2 separate regions of the Mus musculus genome follow, and region 2 is linked to region 1. A link is a contact called in public Hi-C data. All regions are on one chromosome and are shown on one strand. Each heading gives the region's core, a stretch centred on a gene start, on an enhancer-like site or on the middle of the called end of the contact. The rest is flanking DNA. Distances are from core to core; before and after follow the strand shown.

The links. Hi-C and Micro-C count contacts between places; a contact is called where the count stands out from the background.
Region 2: a Hi-C map of the N1E-115 cell line shows a contact between it and region 1, with 4 times the contacts expected there. The contact joins two enhancer-like sites. A contact is called at or near these places in 1 of 15 datasets of contacts at CTCF or cohesin (pro-B cells), 5 of 484 Hi-C or Micro-C datasets (the N1E-115 cell line, Sertoli cells, group 2 innate lymphoid cells and 2 more), 4 of 115 datasets of contacts at active chromatin or transcription factors (CD8 T cells, the SCID.adh cell line, large pre-B cells and 1 more) and 1 of 9 other capture datasets (liver).

What each region holds. Positions count from the first base shown.
Region 1 is chr1:127,305,916-127,312,739 of GRCm38.p6, forward strand. It overlaps Mgat5 (mannoside acetylglucosaminyltransferase 5), which reads left to right. Exons shown (of 18, transcript NM_145128.3): 3 at 719-1,101. The coding sequence starts at 861. Among named protein-coding and RNA genes, the nearest start is that of Gm51747, 9.0 kb to the left of the region's middle. Within about 2 kb of position 1,591, at least 50 of the 459 cell types and tissues checked have an H3K27ac peak or open chromatin away from gene starts, as enhancers often do. A contact at or near this core is called in the N1E-115 cell line and the SCID.adh cell line, where this site is marked.
Region 2 is chr1:127,456,431-127,463,818 of GRCm38.p6, forward strand. Mgat5 (mannoside acetylglucosaminyltransferase 5) reads left to right here. Exons shown (of 18, transcript NM_145128.3): 14 at 3,406-3,552. It overlaps Gm41947 (a long non-coding RNA gene), which reads right to left. Exons shown (of 3, transcript XR_001779393.2): 2 at 7,314-7,388. Among named protein-coding and RNA genes, the nearest start is that of Gm41947, 19 kb to the right of the region's middle. Within about 2 kb of position 2,106, at least 44 of the 459 cell types and tissues checked have an H3K27ac peak or open chromatin away from gene starts, as enhancers often do. A contact at or near this core is called in the N1E-115 cell line and the SCID.adh cell line, where this site is marked.

The sequences.
Region 1 (6,824 bases), core at 341-2,840:
AGCTCAGACACCTCCAACAAAAAGCTAGAATGAAAGGATACCAGCTGTGCCTCTGGCCTGTTTCTACCTCGGTGCTTGGGAATGGCACCTGCCAGAGTAATTTAGCCTGAAACAAGGATGGTGAAGTCCAGCCGTGCTTAAATAACACAGGACCATCCCCTGTATCCTTAACACTCTCTGACGGCACATCCTCTTTCTTGAACACCTCTGAAGCTGCACGTACAAACTTTGCTTCAAGCACGTAATAATGACTTCCTAAGCTCAAGGTACACAAGCATTAAGTACCAAGTTGTCACAGGACTCTGCCCACCACCCGCCCCACCACACACACACACACACACACACACACACACACACAGACGGTATTTTTTGCTGACATTTGGTGACATATCCTTCTACCTCCTCTGTACCTTGCAAAACAAGGTTCTCGTTTTGAACTAGGTCTAGAAGCGGACCAGCCCTCGAACGCCTGTGTCCACACGCTCAGATGCGTGCTTCCCTCAGTGGATTTGTACGGCTTTCTGTTGCTGTACCAGACTTCTCATCTGGGCTCCCAGGTCCTGACTCTCAGCCAAAAAAAAAAAAAAAAAGTGTTGACTCAGCACATTAAGCCACGCCCGAGCTTGGGGAGCTACCTCAGTACAATTACAGATCCTGATGGTTGTGTTTTGTTTCGACCCACGTTGCTAACTGTCATCCTCCTCCTCCTCCTCCACAGCAGAATGGAAGCCCAGCAAGGAAACCAGCTGACTCAGGAGCCGGAGTGAGAGCCACGCACTCTCCGCCCCAACCTGCACCATGAACTTGCCTTCCCCTTCTGCTTGTTGAGAGCCAAGGGAATGGTACATTGCTAGAGAGAGATGGCTTTCTTTTCTCCCTGGAAGTTGTCCTCTCAGAAGCTGGGCTTTTTCCTGGTGACTTTCGGCTTCATCTGGGGCATGATGCTTCTGCACTTCACCATCCAGCAGCGGACTCAGCCCGAGAGCAGCTCCATGTTACGGGAGCAGATCCTTGACCTCAGCAAGAGGTACATTAAGGCACTGGCAGAGGAGAACAGGGACGTGGTGGATGGCCCCTACGCTGGTGTCATGACAGCCTATGGTGAGTGAGGGGACGTGGAGGGATGAGGTGCCCCCACTGAGCATGCCCCAGAAGTTCCCACATGTGGGCTTTGCTATGTTTTCCTGGGCAGTGGTTGCGGTTCGTTTTGTATGTTAACATTTTCATATGTGTATTTCTATATGTGACTGTGGGTGAGCCTGGGCCAGAAATCAGTGGATAACCTCAGCTGTGAGTCCTTACATTTTTACCTTGCCTGCAGCAGAATCTCTTGTTGGCAGCTGCATGCCAGGCTAGCTGCCTCCTCAACTTCTGAGGGATTATCTTGTCCCTGCCTTCCATCTCTGTACAGGCACACTGGGATTCTATATGCAGGCTGCCGTGTTTGGCTCGATATGGATTCAGTGGATCTGAACTCAGGTCCTTACACTTGTCCAACAAGCCCTTTAACCCACAGAGCCAACTCCCCAGCCCATAGCTGTATTTCTAGAAAGGTAAAGCTGTACCCTTTGTGGGACTCCTATATACACAGACACCCCAGACCTGCCACTCAGAGCACCAGAGCTCTCTCTGGCTTGCATTTATAGCCAGTCCCCACTCTGTCAACTTATTTCTAGGTTCTGCTCACAGGAGTGTGTTCAGAGAGTGCAAACAAACATTTTCATTATCTGTCCTTAAACAAAATGTAATTAGCTCCAGTGGGGAGGAGGATGTCTCGGATGCCGTTAAGGTCAGTGTTGAGCTAATGAACTGCCCCGAACCATTAATGTTTGATTTTCCAGACTTTATTGCTTTTGTCTTTAACTGTGCTCAACTCATTGCTCATTTCAGGAACCTCGTGTTTTTGAAAATAACACACGAGGGCTGGAAATAGTGCTTAGCTTGCCTGGCATGCTTGGTTGGATCTGGGCATGGCGGCACATGCCTGAAACCCCAGCATGGTGGTGCTATTGGCAGGAAGATCAGATGTTCAGGGCCATCCTCATCTACCTAGGATGTTTGATGTTGGCCTGGCTATATGAGGCACTATACACACACAAACACACACACACACACACACACACACACACACACATATAACTTTAGATATATATAAAATGATGTATGTGAAATTTATCTTCCTTTTTTAGTAAGAGCTATGCTTAATTTAGAAAAAAATTGAAGGCAGGAAAACAAAAGAGAAAAATCACATAAAAGTGTCCTCTGAGCAATATACACAATTAGCATTTAGTGTATAACTTTGCAATAGATTTTTTTCTGTCTTATTCATTATTATTATTATTGTTGTCATCTGTGCATTTCCATTCATGTTTCTGTGTGCATGCACCACTGCACACAGTGGAGCCCAGAGGGCAGCCTTTAGGAGCTGGTTCCCTCTTTCCACCACACAGGGATGGAACTCTGGTCTGGCTTGCATGGCAAGTGCCTGTACTCACTGAGCCATCTCGCATGACCCAGACGGTGCCAGAGTGCACATACTGACACTTAAAATAAACATCGCAAGTGGAATTCGGGCCATAGCGTCGTAGAGATTCTGCTTCCAGGATGTGCTGTGGTCACAGAGGGTTCCGAATGACCTGGTTTTCTAGGGGGTGAGCTCTTGTTAGTTGTCAAAGGGGAAATGGAGCCATCAAACCCAGTCTTCAGTGGGTCTAGTGTTTGCTGTAGATGGCATGCTGGGATGGTGTAGGAGAGCTAGTGCTCTGCTTTGCAGCCTAGTCAAAAATATGCCCTCAGTTAGAACACATGAAACTGTAGGCTTAGTTTGCGCAGCTGGAGTACAGACACAGGGACTCATATGTGCCGCAGAAACTTGGCTCTAAAGTGTATGTGTCTATGAAGAGACGGGCGCTACAGCTCGGGGACTCCGATGTTCTTTCTCAGTTCTTAGGACATGAATCCTTAGGTCACACTGTCTGCTTTTGATGTATCTCTTCAACATTTATCAGCAGTAATGTGGGGGATGGCTCAGTTGGTAAAGGGCTTGCCAAGCAACCCCGAGGACCTGAGTTTGATTCCCCAGCAGCCGTGTAAAAAGTCAGTGTTACTAGGCACTGGCTTTTCACACGTCTGAATAAAATGCCTTTTTAAATGTAATGTATTAAAGCCATGAAGCTCTGTTTTGTGTGCCACTGTCCAACCACCAACACTAGGTACCCAACACTAGGTACACAAGACAAATGACTCATTGACTTGACCTATACGGTCTATCGGTCTCAGAGATCAGTTACCACCAGAGAGAACAGAATAGCACGAAATGTTAGTGTTGAATAAGTGTGATGTGACCCTGTGGTAGATGCTGTCTTAAAGGTTTTAATTCTACATTAATTACGTTCGTCAGGAAGGACAGCAACTTAGCAGGTGTTTCCTCTAAATACAGTTTATCAAACTTTTTTCATAGGCAAGACCAACACGTTATGTATTTATAGACTTGTGGTTTTACCAGTTGTCTTTATCATGTGTTGCTAAATAACGTATTCCAGAGAAACGAGCGAGTGTGTGTGTGTGTGTGTGTGTGTGTGTGTGTGTGTGTGGTGGGATATGTAATATAAAGGGAAACCAGGAAATTGATTACAAAAGGGCCTGAGGACCTGTTTTCAACCCCCAGAAACCATGTTAAAAAAAATCCAAGCATAGTTGGTGTGCTTGTTATAATCCCAGCACTCGGGAGGCACTGGCTGGCTGACTAAGCATACTTCCTGAGCTCTAGATCAGTGGGCGACCCTTTGTCAACCAAAAACAAACAAGGTGGATGGTGTTTGAAGAATGACAGTTGAGGGTATTCTCTGGCTTTCTCCACATGCACATAGGTGTGCACATGCAGGTGTACACACACACACACACACACACACACACACACACACACCTGTCTCAGTCTTGTGTTGGAATTCCCACCGTGTGCTTGTCGTCACAGGACAGAGCCTAGCCGAGTGGTTTTTGGAGCTGAGTTTCTAGAACTTACTAGAATGTGTGTGTTTGAGGTATTTGGGACCATCCTATGGTGCGGTCTACTGAGACAGGGTTTCCTGGTTCTGTTGCTGATTTAGGTTAGATAAATCTACTTCGGTACAACTTTACTTACATGGTATTTTAATTTTCTTCTGTTGCTGTTTTGGTCATAAGTTGCACTCTGACCGAAGGCAGCTTAGGGAAGGGAAGAATTTATTTGACTTACACTTCCAGCTCAGAGTCCAGTCTATCGTTGAGGAAAGTGGAGGCAGGAACCTGGGTGAAGGAACCATGAAAGAACACTGCTTGCTTGGTCACTCCCTGACTTGATGTGGTTCCCTCGTGGACTTCTGCTTAGGTGGCTTAATTATACAGTTTAGGACCACCTGCTCGAGAGAAGAGGGAGGGGAGAAGGGAGAGGGATGGGCTGTTTCAGTTTGACCCTTAAAGGTTACACATAGTACACATAGTATAAGCTTTTAACAGAAGATAACAGTAACCTCTCCCTAGTTTTGACAAAGATGATGATAATAAATATATTCTAAAGTAGATAATTGGTATGTTTATTTGGTTTTTGCGTCTTGAGTTTAGCAACCTCCCTGTTTCTTTGGCTTGGGATTTTACACACTGGCACCTAAGTAGCAGGGTGGTGTTAGCAAGGTGTGATCTAGTGCTAGTCCTGAGAAATCTAGAGAGACATCCAAGTGACCCCAACCTCTCCTTGAATTTGCCACCACTGGTGACATTGACAGGTAGGCAGCTCTGGTGGGTGGAGGCAGGAAGATCAGGAATTCAGAGTCATTTTGGCTACACGGGAATTTGGGGGGTCAGCCTGAGCTCCTGGAGATCCTGTCTCAGGTAAGATACTAAAATTCTGGGATGTTGGGTGGCTTAGCTGGGCTGTGTGGGTCATCTATTTGCAGACTCTTCATTATCTGCCACAGACACAGACCATGTTTGATGGGCTGCCAAGATATTTGCCCTAAAAGAATGAACAATCGGTCCTACGTGTTCAGTATCTGTGTTTAGCTTAAAAGGATCCTATTAGTTGTCTGAAATAAAAATTTCAAGAATGAAGGAATTTGGTAGGAGTAAAGGGGAAATGGGGGGGGGGAGATGGGGTATGTGTCAAAATGACTAAAATATATTATGTACATGTATGAAATTGTCAGAGTATAGGAAAGTGACAAGCCTCTCCTTCCATTCCCACATGGGAAGGGTCAGAGGATCTTGCTATGCTATAAGTAGAACTTTGGTGTTGGACGAATTTTAATAGTTGATTTTTTTTAAGTGATTCCTACTTCGTTATAATCCCGTTTGTAGACCTTAGAACAGTGTTGAGCAAGGTTTGGCCTATGGGCTAAATTCAGACTGCTGCTTATTGGTATAAATAAAGTTTTGTTGGAACATGGCCACTCTCAAGATTCAATTACTTAGAAACATGGTGACACCAACAGTCATTTCACACAACTGAAACTTCTGAAACCTTCCAAATTGTTCCTTCTCCAGTCACCATAGCCCATTCTCTGGTCACGCCCACTAGGGACTCAGCAACTACCCAGGATTCTTTTGATGCGAGAAAGTCAGCGACTTACAGCTTGTGGTTGAATCCTCCTTGCTGCCCAATTTTGTAAAGAAAACTTAGGAGAATACGAGTGTCCCAGTCACTGGAGGAGACGGATGAGGCTATATCCAAGGACAAACCTTCAGGCCCCAGCCTAGTCCATTGTTAGCTTAACACAAAATATGTATGTGACAGAAATATTATCCCCATGTCAGCAACCTTTGCAGTACAGGTTATTTGTTCTGGAATTCTTGATTTGCACATGACAGTTTTTCCTGTCTTTCTATCTTGCTTCGGTTTTTTAAGGAATAAGGAACAGAAAGCAGAATGAAGAGAGACTTCTGAACTCCTTTTGGGACTTGGTCATTCAAATGTGTTGCTGGAACGTCCCCAGCAGCCTGTGTGGAACAGTGGGGCATTCATCCTTGGGGTGCAGGAGTGTGGGCTCCTACCTTCCAGCCACACCTGCTTACCTCAGGCCAGCACAGTTTGGGCTGGGCCTGTCTGGGCTCATAGCTGCTGTCATTCACGCCAGTCAATGCTGTTCTTGTTTCTGAGGTGACCCAATCTTTCTCGGGCTGCTTGACCCACATTCCCAACCCTGGTGGTTCTCTCTTACTTAAGGCCAGACCTGGGCCACTTCCGTGCTCTCATTTTGATAAATTAAGAACAGTGAAATCCTCTCTGCAGTCCAGCTACACCTTAGTGACCCTGTCTCGTCCTCCTGCCTCACTGGACACTGGCGTACTTTACTCCAGAGACATTCCTAGTTCAGACTAACACAGCCGTGCACCTCTCCTAGCTCACTCCCACCCACAGACCACTTTCCTGGTCTCTCTTGGCCTCTAGGTTCTGTCGCCTGTTATGTCTGGATTCTGCTGGCTTCTGTCTGCTGTGCTTTGTTAAAGTCCCAAACTGTTCATTTGACTGGCTCTCATCCTTAGAGACTGGCTTGTTGTTAGGGTCCATCTGGTGTGTCCTAAGCAGCTTTCGTGTTTATGGTGGAAGAAGGATTCTTCTACTCCTGTCGATGCCCTGCCCTTCATAAAAGCGGGGGAATGTCAGGGAGTAATCACTTCTTCCATGAATTAAATGGTAGAGGGGATTTGGTTTATAAAAAAAATAAAAGTCCAGGAGGGGCCAAAGAGATGGCTCGGCAATTAAGTTTTCTGTTCTTCCAACATCCTCACTTGGTGGCTTAGAACCATCTGTAACCCCAGCTCCAGAGGATCCAGGGTCTCACTCTGGCCTC
Region 2 (7,388 bases), core at 856-3,355, 150 kb after region 1:
TAGGAAAAAACTGAGGAAGACACCACTCTGACCTCTACACACACATACATCCATGCGCACATAACCACACGCATGCATAATAGATGTGAATGAAACTGAACAAACCCAGTTCAGCTAAGCCAGGAATGGTTAAAAGAATCTTCATTGGCTCACTAAGGGTTAAAACAATTCTCTTTTTTTTCTTTCAAAACAGAGAAAAAAATCTCAGTGACTGTGTCAGGGTGCCCCATTCCTTGCTATGAATAAAACATGTGCTCCTTTGTCTGATCTTCCTTGTCATAATTTTAATTTTGGAGCCTGTGATCCTTCTATTTAGAAACACTCATTGGTGGAATTGGAGTTGTGACCATGGAGATGGCTGACATCTAGAATATCCTTGTTAAACTCTGACCTTCTGAAGAGCAGGCTTAAGCCCATACAGTATGGCCAATTTCCCATGGAATTATCGAACCTTAGCACTCGAATGGTTTCTTCCTCCAGTCTTTGTGCATGTATGTATGTGCATACACAGGTATGCAGATGTGTACAGCCATGTGAATTTGTGCTGAGGCTGGAAGACGACAGCGGGTGTCCTGCTCTACAATGCTCTGCCTTATTCCCGTGAGGAACCTGGAGCTCAGCCGGAGACCAGCAAGCCCCAGCAGTGTCCTGTCCCCACCCACACAGTACTGGAGTTGCAGGAGCATGTGACCACACCCAGAGTTTTACCTGAGTGATGAGGATTCAAACTCAGGAACAAGTAGTGTTGCCCACCAGGCTCTCTCCCCAGGCCTGGTTGCTTTCTTGTCTTGCATTTCTCTCTTCTGTGGTAAAGAAATTTATAGGGGTATAGTGGAAATAAATATGGGCTCCTCAGAAAGAAAGGAGACAAGAGACAGAGGTCGGGGAAGGAAGGGAGGGAGGAAGTGCTGCAAGTAGGCACAGTGATGGATCAAGAGAAAGGGCAAGGGGACATGGTGAGGTGTGTGAAAGACTGTCTGTGGGCAGAAGCTTCTGAGTGGAGATGCTGAGTTCTCTCTACCTAGGCTGCGCTTATTCAACTCTTAGAGATGCTATGCGACCTTCATACATGTGCTCCATTGTGCTGTCACAGGTAATGAGTACATAGGAACTAAGGGAAAATTGCTTACTGACAGCTGATAGAAAACTGTTATTTCAGTGTTTCAAGGACATACGTCAGTGCATGTCACCTTAACTAGTGTGACAAGAAAACTCATTGCTAAGAAATGGTGTGGCGTTTGCTTAAGAGTCCTTGACAGATGGTGATTGAGGCTTGGGGAGCTGTTGCAAAGTGTTTAGTGCTGCATGTATGTATGCATATGTGTGTGTGTGTTCGCATATATGAAAGCAGCTACATGAATGCCACACTGTGCATGTGAACATCAGACAAAAACTTCAGGTCTTCATTCTCCTCCCCAATCTTGTTTGAAATGGGGTGGCTACTGTTCACCATTGCGTATGCCCAACAAGCTAGCCTTCAGGCTCCAAAGGATTCTCCCATCACACTGTAGGAGCCTGGGATTGCACATACATGCTCCTGCATCCAGCTCTGTCGGGCTCTGGGGATCTGAGTTCAGGTTGCTGATGCTTGCACAGCAAGCACTTCTTTGCCCACTGTGCTGTCTCCCCAGCCCCCTCAAGTGTTTATGTGTACTGAGATACTCTGGGCCAGGAGGGCCTAGGAGTTGGTGCAAATTATTATTCAGATATAATTAAACTTAGGTCACATTTGAGTTCATCAAGCAATAGCCGCTCATCCTTTATTTAGTAGATTCAGATTGGTTGATCTAAAAGGAGATCACATGGCCCACCAGGATTCTCTGTTGGAATGGCTAAGGCATGTGCTGCTCCCATCTCTCCCAGGGTTGTTTATGACAGTGTAGGGTTAAGGAGGCTATCAGCACTCCTTGGCAGACACAATGCTCAGAGGTGGAGAAACACTCTGGGCTCCAGCATCTCTCCTTAAACCTGCCAAGACCCTGCCTGTCTTGCCTAGCACCTTCTTCTTAGAGTCGAAAAGAGCCAGAGTGCCTGATGCAGTCCTGTGTCCGCAGCTGTTAGGGTCAGGTCTGGGCCCTGGCAGCCCTAACATGCACGGCAGGCTCAGCCATGTTTCCTCAATGGGTCAACAAAAGAGGTCAATGGCAGTGAAGAGCAAAGAGAGTTACATTGTAGCCACACTGGGGAGAGAAACAAAGAAAGAGGTCTAGTGCCTCCCAAGTTCATCTTTGGAGTTCTGACACAGCGAGGACAAGCAGTGTTCCCACCACTACCACCCCTGCCAGGCCAGCACCAGACAACTCTTCTCCCAGTGTGAGACTCAGGGGAAATCCCAGTTCCGTGGGGCTCCTGGTTTCTATGTCTGGTTGCCAAAGGGAGGGGCACTAATGTCTCTTTATCTCTAAAATATCTTCATTCCAGCCTGAATGGCTACATTACTTGGTGGAAATGACCTGGGTCTTTCTGAACACGAGAGAGCAAGGAACCTCAGCATTTGCCACCCTACCTCACACCCACCAGGCACGAGACACCCATGTCCCCTTGTCACTTGGTGTGTTTAAGACTTGGCTTCTGCGTGTGGGCATAGAGAGCCAGGATTGGACCCTGCCTGGTGACTGCCACTCACAGCACACTGTCCCCTGTACCTGGTATGCACAGAGACTTGCATTTTGTGCACCTTACAGACCCTTGCCTGAGCATCCCTTTGTCCCAGCAGCTTCGGGCCACTGTGGGCTTTCTAAGGACCGTTAGCTTGTTTCTGCTGCCATCTACCGTCCATCTAGGGAAACTTGAGGTTTTGCTAGCTTGGGAGGGAAACTGGGAAATTGCAGTTTGAAACCTCTGCTCCCACAGAAGAAAAAGCAAAACCAGCCAGCTAGTGGTGTCCCCAGTGAGAACGCTATCATAAAACCCATGTTTACTGACCTCCCAAGGTCGAAAGCAGTTTCATTTGAACTGTAATCAAACCGCCAAGTGACCTTTCTGTTCCTGGCCCCCAGAGTCCCTGAAAGAGCCTGTTGTTCCCTGCTTGAGTGAAGAAACCTTCTGTTTAGTTAAGCAAGTGTTTTTCTAGTTATGTCGCCTGCTGAGTGACAGAAAGAGGATTGTTGGGTCCTGGGTTTTATTGTTGGTTTTGATTTACACTCTTGCCCTCCCTGCCCCTCAGTCCCTGACATTTTTTTTTTCACATCAGAAAAGGAGATGGGAACAAGGCAAGTTCCTTTGCAGGCCCTTGCACATGTTATTCTGCATATCCTGGTATACGCCCCTTCTCTTTGTCGCAAGTCACCCACCTGGAGATCTAAGACCCCTGCAAAACATCAGAGGCAGCCACAGAAACAGACCGCAGGAGCTGAGAGGCAGTCTGACTGGTATCTCCATGTGATGTCTTTTCCTGTCTTACAGCTGTTCGTTGGGCTCGGATTCCCTTATGAAGGCCCAGCTCCCCTGGAGGCCATCGCGAATGGATGTGCTTTCCTGAACCCCAAGTTCAACCCTCCCAAAAGCAGCAAAAACACAGACTTCTTCATTGGCAAGCCAACACTGAGAGAGGTGAGTATCTCTTTTATGCTTCTGGGTTTGTGTGTGCATATGGTCCTCCTGTGTGTGCATGCATGCACACATGAAGGTATGCACACGTGTACAGACATGCATGTGGAGGCCAGAGGTTGAAGTGAGTGTGGGGTCTTCCTCCCTCCATCTCCACTTTATCCACTAAGCCAGGGTCTTTCCCTGAACTCAGAGCTCACTGATTTGACCACTCCGGCTCTCCAGCTTGCTCTGGGATGTCATGCCCACCCTGCATCTTTGGCGTGTGTGGAGGAGTTCCACACAGGTTCTCATGCTCACACAGAGAGCTCCTGTCCTTTGAGCAAAGCCTCCAACTCCCACCCTAACTCTGCTTCTCATGATCCTGGGTGTCCTGGTCTAATCCCATCTAACAGCTAGAATGAGTGAGGAGGCCACGGGGAGTGCTTGCTCGCCTCTCCACTGTACCTGGTGAAGAGCGAAGGAACTGTGTCCAGTGATTACTTGGAGAACATCAGCCTCAGAGTTAGAGACGTGGCTTAGTCAATAGTAAAGCACTCGCCATACACACTAGTTCCCTAGAACTCAGTAAGAGGCTAGGCATGATTGCAGACTCTTAAAATTCCAAAACTGAGGAGGCAGAGACAGGTGGATCCCTGGGAGTCTAGTTTTCTTTGTGAGTTCCAAGCTGATGAGAGACATTGTCTCAAAAACACAATTAGATGTGCCTGAACAACACCCAAGGTTGACCTAGTCACTGTAGGGGTATGTACACACACACACATACAGAGAGAGAGAGGGTGGGGGGAGAGGGAGAGAGAGAGAGAGAGAGAGAGAGAGAGAGAGAGAGAGAGAGAGAGAGAGAGAAGAAGGAGGAGGAGGAGGAGGAGGAGGAGGAGAAGGAAAAGGAGGAGAAGGAGAAGAAGGAGAAGAGAAGAAAGAGGAGAGAGGGAGGAGAGAGGGAAGAGAGAGGAGAGAGGAGAACATCAGACCCCAGAGACAAGACATCATAAATGATGAAAGCTGTGCCTGAGTCTTTAGCCCACCCTCAGCCCACCGTGCTGACAGCCTGTCCCCTCACGGCCAGAGCCTGTCACAGGAGCCTTGTTCCACTTGCCTTTGCAGATGCTCTTGAAACCTGCGGTGGGTGATGAGTCACCCTGGAGCAGTGCTGGGATTCATTTGGGGCGATAAGCATAAGTCATTTACAGCTCAGTGTGGGTGATGAGTGTGGCAAAGGCGAGGAGGATTCTGTGTCTGAACAGACACAGGTGTGTGCAAGATACCATGAGATTGGCTTCCTTGTTATGTCTGGGTACTTAGTGACTCTCCTGGCTGCTCATGCATGGGACATTAAAGCAGGATCCCTCGGGGCCTTTGCCTGGGAAATCACAGCGTTGGAAACGCCTAGTGTGACACAGCAGCGCCTTCTCTAGAACATTCATTTTCAACTCCGTTGCTTTCTTTCCCCTCTGGGTTACTTTTCTGACCTTGTACCCCAAATAGTACATCAAATGTAACTCTTCCCTCTGTCTCCTCCACATTTGATCTGTGGCAGTCTTGATGAGATATCTACCTAGATCCTCTGCCTATTTTTTAAATGGGGTTTGTTCAGGGTGTTTTGCTATGGAGTGATAGACACTCCTTAGGTATTTAGGGTACTAACCATCTAGCAGACATAATTTGCAAATACTTTCTCTTCCTCTGTATGTTAGTGACTCTCTTGGTGCATAAAAGATTTAAAAGTTGGAGCTGTGGAAATAGCTTCAGTCGTTTACATGCTTTCACACAAGCAGGAGGATCTAGTTCAGTCCCTAGAATACCTAAAATAAAATAAAATAAAATCTAGGCATGAGAGCACTCCCTTGTAATCCTAGACCTGAAGGGAAGGAGATGAGCAATCTGGGGCTTGCTGGCCAGCCAACCTAGCTCTCTTGGCTTGCTCCAGGCTAGGAGGAGACCCTGTTTCAAAGAACAAGAGGAATGGCCCTTGAGGAGTAATCTGAAGTTGAACTCTGGCCTCCATATGCAGGAATACACACATACACATGCATAGATACACCTACATGCACACACGCACTAGGGGACACTCCTGAACATGCTCTACTACCTCATGCCCAGGGAATGGTGTCCCATGACAGTGCCCAGGTCAGCCAGTATTGAAGACGTGCACATTGTCCTCCATAGTTGCTGTCATCCACCCATGTGACTGTGCTGAAGGTGGGGAGGGCAGAAGAGACCCTGAAGTACCCACATGGGCTGCACCCACATGGGGTGGTTCTGTCAGCCCTTAAATGAGCCCACAAGCAAAAGAGAGTGGAGAGTCCCGTCAGTGGCTGCACATATGACCTCATCCAGATGACCCCCTAGTGATCCCACAGGAGTCTAAGACCCCAGAGGGAGTGGACAGAAGCTGAGCCTGTCCACACACAGCCTGTGGTCCTAGCTGCTGTACTGGGGTGTAGCAGAGTGCTTCCCATTTTTTAGTAGTTCCATATCTGTTCTGTTCTGCAAGCATGAGAGAGCGGCTGCACCATCAAGGTAAATGATAGCTGAGCAGGGCCGGATGGAGACAGAGCCTCCTTGGTAGAATGCTTGTCTAGCATGCAGAAGCTCTGGGTTCAATCTCCAGAATACCCAGGATGGGTGTGGTGGCTTACACCTGTAATTCCTGCATTTTAGAGGTGGAGGCAAGAGAGTAAGAACTTCAAAGTCATCACTGGCTACATAGCAAGTTCAAAGCCAGCCTGAAATGCATGAGACCAACATGAACACTAAGGGGTGAGAGGGGAGTCGCGCAAAGGAAGCCTATTCGGGGATAACTGAAAGGGCTTGGGATGGGCTTTAAAGAGAAAGGAGAAGTGGGAAGTTCTAGTGTGCTTGAACAAGGGAGAGCCAAGGTTAATTTGCCTCATACTGAAGAGTAACATCTAACAGCTTTGAGGGGGAGTGGTGACCTTGATCTTGTGGCAAAGAGGCTCACATGCCCTGCTGTCACAGCTCTCAAAGGCCTCCCTATCCCCTTAACCAAAGATGCTTTTAATTAGAAAAGAGCTGCCTACAAGTCTACAGATTTCTAAGTCAGAAACCGCTAGAGTATCAGTTCTTAACCTGTGGGTCTTGACCCCACAGGGGTCACATATCAGATATTTACATTATAATTCATAACAGTAGCAAAATCACAGTTATGAAGATGAAGTAGCAAATAAATACTGTTATGGGGGATGGGGGGTCAGCACAACATGGGGAGCTGTATTGAAGGGTTGCAGCATTAGGAAGGTTGAGAGTTTCTGGTCTGGAGGGAGCTGAGGAGCGGCTCAGGGGTTAAAGCACTCAGTATTCTTGCTGAGAACTGGGGTTCGGTCCCAGCACCCACACCCAGTGGCTCATAAACACCTGTAACTCCAGTTCCAGGGGATCCATGCCCTCTCTTGCCTCTCTGGATACCAGGCATGTATCTATTCACTACACATACATGCAGAAACTCACACATACACATTTAACAAACAAACAGATAGTTTTAACACTTCAGGCACAATGGCATATGCCACGAGCATGAGGAGGCAGAAGAAGAAGGCAGAGAGCAAGCAAGAAAGCTAGTGCTTGCTCTCCCTCCCTCTCCTTCCCTCTCCTTCCCTCTCTCTCTCTCTCTCTCTCTCTCTCTCTCTCTCTCTCTCTCTCTCACTCCCTCCCTCTCTCTCACTCCCTCCCTCCCTCTCTTTCTCATACACACACAGACACACACATACACAAACATAAACACACAGAGAAATGATCTCTCTTACCTCAACAGATGAGTAAGTTGCACGTAGTACTATATGGTCTTTGAATCCATTCAATGCTTTCTTTTATACTGCCTT